Linked DNA regions of Zea mays: region 2 is linked to region 1. The links are chromatin contacts, called in public Hi-C maps. All regions are on one chromosome and are shown on one strand. Each heading gives the region's core, a stretch centred on a gene start, on an enhancer-like site or on the middle of the called end of the contact. The rest is flanking DNA. Distances are from core to core; before and after follow the strand shown.

Region 1 (3,019 bases), core at 311-2,810:
ATGAAATTCTTCGAATATGCTCTTCTCGCTTATCCCTAATTTCAAATCTACAGCAAAATATGCCAAAAAACAAAAGCAAATAAAAACACTGCAATTGCAGCAAAGCATAAAAGAGCACACCAAATAAGAAATGGGCACACGTATCACACCTTTAAGAATTATCATCAGAAGCCACTTCATTTCAAGGGCATTGGTTTTCTTGATCAGATTGGAAAGTATTAAAGCCTTCTCAGACCTATCAAGATGAAAAGGAACTCCTGACAGTTCTATCATAGACAAATTCAAATAGCTGCTGCAGCTACCTGTTCTCAGTTGTAGCTAGACGATCAAGTGCATCATTGACCTCCTTTATCGTCAATCCGCCAGAAGTTATACCTTGCCTCCGTTGCAAGATCTAGGTGGCAATCAATATATAACTTAGGTAAGTAGTTGCTGACGAACCACAACAACTAAGATGGCACACTAATCAAGCAATCTACATATAATCATTCTGAACTGAACCAAACTTTTCAACTACATATTAAACTCATGCAATCATGTAAAACCAAATAAAGATCAAGACAGCTTCGGAATTTTTAAGCAGGGAGGATTATTGGCACATGGTGTGCACCAAATACGAAGATTTCTTGACACAATGTCAATGATAAAGGCTGACTCGCTGAGCATGAACCTATGGACATGTAGCAACTGAACTAATACTCAGTGGCTAGAGCTTATGCTGCTTTCCGAATTCACACACTTACTACGTTGAAACCAACCTAAAACTAAGCTAAACAAATGCTCGCAGGTTCACATTAGCAACTGAACAAATTTCATACTGTTGTCTGACAAGGGCGAGATAGCAAGGCATAATTAGTTAACTGCAGAGAATGTGAGGTTGAGGACTTGCAAGTGCTATTGAAGAACTGCCAGCATAAAATACCTCAGCGGCCACAAGCGAAAAGTTGCCGGCGTTGCGGCCACCCCCACCGCGGCGCCAGTTGGTGAGCCGGACGGCGTCGGTAGAGTCCTTGGCGATGCCAAGGGCGTCCACAAGCACGGCGGCGAGGGCCGCCTCCTTGAGACCGTAGGAGCCGCGCTCACGGTCGAGCCCCGGCAGCACGAGGCGGAGCGCGCTGAAGTAGTCATCCCTACCGCCACAGGGCACGTAGGCGCGGTCGAGGAACGCGCGCAGGCGGCCGCGCTTCTTCGCCGAACTCTTGTCGCCCGACATGGCCTGGAACATCGCCACCAGTAGGCCGAACCGCACCTTCGCCGCCATTACCGGCGGTGGGACAGCAGGGGCCCAAGGTCAAAACGAAAATGCAATTTCCTTTCAGAAAGGAAAAAAATGAAAGGTGTCAAAACAAATGAATATTTGGAAAATAAATAGGATTCATAGCAGTCACCTCACTTCTCCTACCTGTTGCCCTCAAGCGCTCCCTCGCCTCCCCGGAGTACCCTGGCCTAGTGGCCTGGCCGCAGGCTTCTCTGGCTCCGGCGCTTGTCTCTTCCCTGCCGGCTGCGTGCTCGAGTTCGAGAGGGACGACCGGACAAGGATCGAGGAGGCACTTGGACTTGGGAGTACGGACCGAGCGAGGACAACAGAACAATTTGGGCCTCTAGGATTTAGATGGGCCAGTTTGAAGAACGTCAAGTGGGCTGGTTTGCTGGCCTCTGGATGAGAATGAGATCGGAAGATTGCGATGATGACCACTGTAAAGAAAAGGGGAAACCATTCTACCTCTCAGGCAGTCGGGCTTGATTTTCCTCCCCAAACTCTAAAATCAAATATTTTCACTATTATATATATTATAAAAAGAGACAGAACTTAAAATATTTGTTACACCAAAAAAATTATACCCACCTATATCTGGATCGTTGAATGATTTTTTTTGTTTAGATCTAGAGATTAAAAACAAAATTGTTATGAGCCACTCTTACAATATTACGTTTACTCGTTTAGGCGTTCCTGTAGTTGAAAAACATCCGAAGCCAGACTTCGTCGGTAATTTTTTTTAGATATAATTACGATTATACTCCTCTCTGACTTTGCAATTATGATCTTAACTTTCTTTTTTTTTATTTTGTGATTGTGCCTCTCTGTTTTGAGAATGAAGCTGTTGTTTATCCCTCCCTTATACTTTTCTCTCACCTTGCAATATGATTATACTCCTCGTTTTTCTTTTTTAATCACTAATTCTCATTTTCACTAACAGTGTTAAGGGAGAGGCAAACGACTTCGGTTTCAAAATAGAGGTAAAATCACAATTGAATGCCGGATAAAGGTATAATCACAATTGCCCTTTTTTTACCCACTCCCAACATACCCACTCGCCTAATCAGCAATCCCCCCTCTGAGGCTGGTGCCAATGCAGGCTATAGTGAGGACGATAGCGCCCAGCAGGAGGCGAGAGCGGGGCTGGAGGCGGGCGAGAGCGACCCGGCGGGCGCTACTGCCACCGCCCGGCGATAGGCAGGCGAGAGCGGGGCGACGCGTTGGTGATGGTGTCTTCGCGGGCGAGAGCGAGGGGCGACAGTGAGGTGGCGGCTTCTGATTGGTCCACGTGTGCTATAGCCTGAGGTTGTAGCCTGCTGTAGCCTGTGCACTGGAGCAGCAGGGGCGAGAGTGGAGGCGAGAGCTGACGTGGCAGGGGCGAGAGAGAGGCTGTGCACTGGACTCAGCCTGACCGTCTCGCACCTCGATCCTCTTCTTGGAGCCACCAAAACCTTGCCACCTCCTCCAAACGACCTCCACATTGGTAGTCGTGAAGCATGGGGGCATGAAGATGGCTGGAGGCCGGTGTTGTCCTCAAGCAACAATATCCTCTACAATAATGTCGGGGACCATAATTAGGGGTACCCTCAAGACGCCTAATTCTCAGCTGGTAACCCCCATCAGCATAAAGCTGCAAAGGCCTGATGGGTACGATTAAGTCAGGGATCAGTCCACACGAGTGACTCGATCACGCTTCACCCGAGCCTAGCCTCGGCCAAGGGCAGCCGACCTCGAGAGACTTCCGTCTCGCCCGAGGCCCCC
Region 2 (2,700 bases), core at 131-2,630, 140 kb after region 1:
TCGACTGGACAGGCTGATCCGAATCCGACCCATCTAGCCTTTTTCTTTCTTTCTTTCCTTTTTAGCGATCACGGTGCATGACACGTATAATCTACCTTCGCGCGCGCTCAGCTCGTCGATCGGGCAGCCACAAGCTGTAAACCGCCCATTGCATCTTCAGAAATCAAAAGAGCACGCGCATATGGTTTAATTGAACGGCGTCTATATATCAAATGTTTACGTCGTATTATCGTCCAGGTCAAGAAAATCAAGTGGCAATAATATATATGCACCATCTAATTGACGTGTGCTAGCTATTCGTATTTGTTTTAACCTTAGGCCGTACAATTATTAACTGCATGGCACACGCTGCCTGGTTGTATATATTAAACTACCATGCATGCATGCGAGATTCAAATGCTAGAACGTTTCAAACTGAGTATAGGATGACACTGATTTCCTAGCTAGCTAGGTGCCTAGGGCAGGGGTGAGGAATCCGTCGGCTAGCAAACTCTGCCTTCTGACATCACAAGACTGTTAATTAAACATATCGCGGAGAAAACTTTGTCAAATCAAGCGTTTTCAGAGGGCCAGAAAATGGATATCCGTTTGCTTACACGTGAATGCATAAGACTATACGTGGAAAACTAGAACTGCTTAATTAGAAAAAAAATTGAAATGCTAACCTTAGTTTGGTCTACTAGACAAAAAAAAAATGGAATAGCGACATTTTTTTGCATTACTTTTTCAACGCATGGTTGTTTGCTCTTAACCCAACGTGATGGCGGCCTCCTGTCATATATTTATCTATACGTGGAATAACCTCTGTCATACTGTAGCGATACATATATTTATCTACAGCAATCTAATATAAACGGCCTTCATCAAGCACGCCAAACTTTCCCTAAACGTAGGGTACGAATATATGTCACAAAGGCCCTCGTGCATACACGCCTGTTTATATATCATCAAATATCAAAGATATTTAGCAGTCTGGCTGCTGGTGCGCACACGCCTCAGCTGTCACCCTGGATGGATTGATCAAATTCGGTTGCGGTTGCAGATATTGCCGGATACGGAAAGACGTCTCCCCCCGAGGTGTTGACAAACGGAAGCAACGAACCCAACGGCAACAGGGCCCTCTCAACACCTCCACGGCCGGCGTGTCCCGTGACACTGCCGCGATGCTGCAGACGGCAGACCTGCAGTGCACGCGCACCACACCAGGCGAAAACCCAATCGATCGAGTGCGTCGACCAAGACAGCAACGACAACTAGCGCGCGCGCGCGCGGCTGCTTTCTTTGCCTCTGCGTTGCGCCCTCGGCAGGCTCGGCTCTCGCTCGCGCTCTCGGCCTCTATATATACGTACGGCCAATCGAGCGCCGGCCACACCCAGAAATCCAGAACCCCAGTTCGGTTCCCCCATATCTAGCGGTCGACGCTCCGCCATCCTTCTCCAGGACTGCCAAGCCAACCAGCAAGTCGATCTTCTTCTTCGGCTCTTCCTCTGCTGACATCGCTCGCTCGGTTTCTTGTTGGATCGTCGAGCCCGGCCGGAGAGCAGAGGCAGCTAACTGACAGCAGCGCGCGCGCAGAGGAGAAGCGAAATGGCGGCGGCGACGATGGGCGTGGTGCGGGTGCTGTGCGGCGCGGAGAAGGAGCGGGTGGTGGGCGCGCACAAGGCGCCCGGGGCGTGCCCGCGCTGCGGCGGGGCCGTGGTGGCCGTCGACGTGGAGAGCGAGCGGCGCGTCCTCGGCCTGCCGCTGTGCCTCAAGAGCAAGCGCAAGTACTCCTGCACCCGCTGCCTCCGCCGACTCGTCACCCTCTGCGGCTGAAGGATCGGACGAGGCACACACCCTCTTGTTGCCAGCGCCAGGCCGCCAGCCGGCCGGTTGTCGCCGATGAAGCAGCTCCGATGGCTCGAGAGCTCGTCATTTGACAAGTTAATGATCCGCTTCAGTTTCTTGACTAAGGGTGCCCGTCAATGTCCTGCGCGGTATGGCCAGCGTGTTCCTCCTAATCAGTGGCGGACCTAAGTCCAGACAATCCTGGGCTCTTGCCCAGGCTCCTATTCCTGCTGCTTCAACGATGTCTCTCTGCTTCAACAAGCTAGCTAATCGGTGCTTCTAGCTAGTTCCCTGTAATAATGTAAATGATAGTACGTACTCCCTCCGTTTTTTTTTATTAGTCGCTGGATAGTGTAATTTTGTACTATCCAGCGACTAATAAAAAGAAACGGAGAGAGTAATTATCAGGGCTCGTAGTCGTATGGCGACCGGCACCGGCGGTCAGCAGAGGCGGCGAGCCGGCAACCATGCGAAAAAGAGGCCGCTCGCTGCGGCCGTCACCATCTTTGCTTGGAAATAGTGTAGTAAAACTATTCATAGTACTGTAGTAAAGAGAGTGTAACTTTCTGTTGGTGCTCTGCCGATTTGTGTGGTCACTCATCGTCGACCAGAGCCTCGTACACCTGACAACACATATGTTTCCTATTAATAGATCACATTCTTGGATTTCTGGTGGAGACAATTTTTTTTAAAAAAAATTCGTAGGGGTTAGCCTTCGGCATTATTGAAATGGTCATTCATGCAATTTTCGACAGCCTTGAATTTCTAGGGGAGACCATTTCTTGGTCAAAAATCTGTAGGTGTTAGCCTTCAGTATTATTGAAAATGTTCGTTCATGCTATTGTCGACAAAAATGGGGGTTGTGTGGCCATT

The links. Hi-C and Micro-C count contacts between places; a contact is called where the count stands out from the background.
Region 2: a Hi-C map of leaf shows a contact between it and region 1, with 2.9 times the contacts expected there. The contact joins the promoter of LOC100384454 here to the promoter of LOC103645969 in region 1. A contact is called at or near these places in 3 of 25 Hi-C or Micro-C datasets (ear and leaf).

What each region holds. Positions count from the first base shown.
Region 1 is chr2:11,935,249-11,938,267 of Zm-B73-REFERENCE-NAM-5.0, forward strand. LOC103645969 (putative DNA ligase 4) reads right to left here and starts at 1,561. Exons shown (of 28, transcript XM_020548145.2): 1 at 1,403-1,561; 2 at 923-1,312; 3 at 303-394; 4 at 150-235; 5 at 1-47. The coding sequence starts at 1,261.
Region 2 is chr2:12,074,899-12,077,598 of Zm-B73-REFERENCE-NAM-5.0, forward strand. LOC100384454 (Methionyl-tRNA synthetase) reads left to right here and starts at 1,381. Exons shown (of 1, transcript NM_001328133.1): 1 at 1,381-2,405. The coding sequence starts at 1,588. The coding sequence ends at 1,815.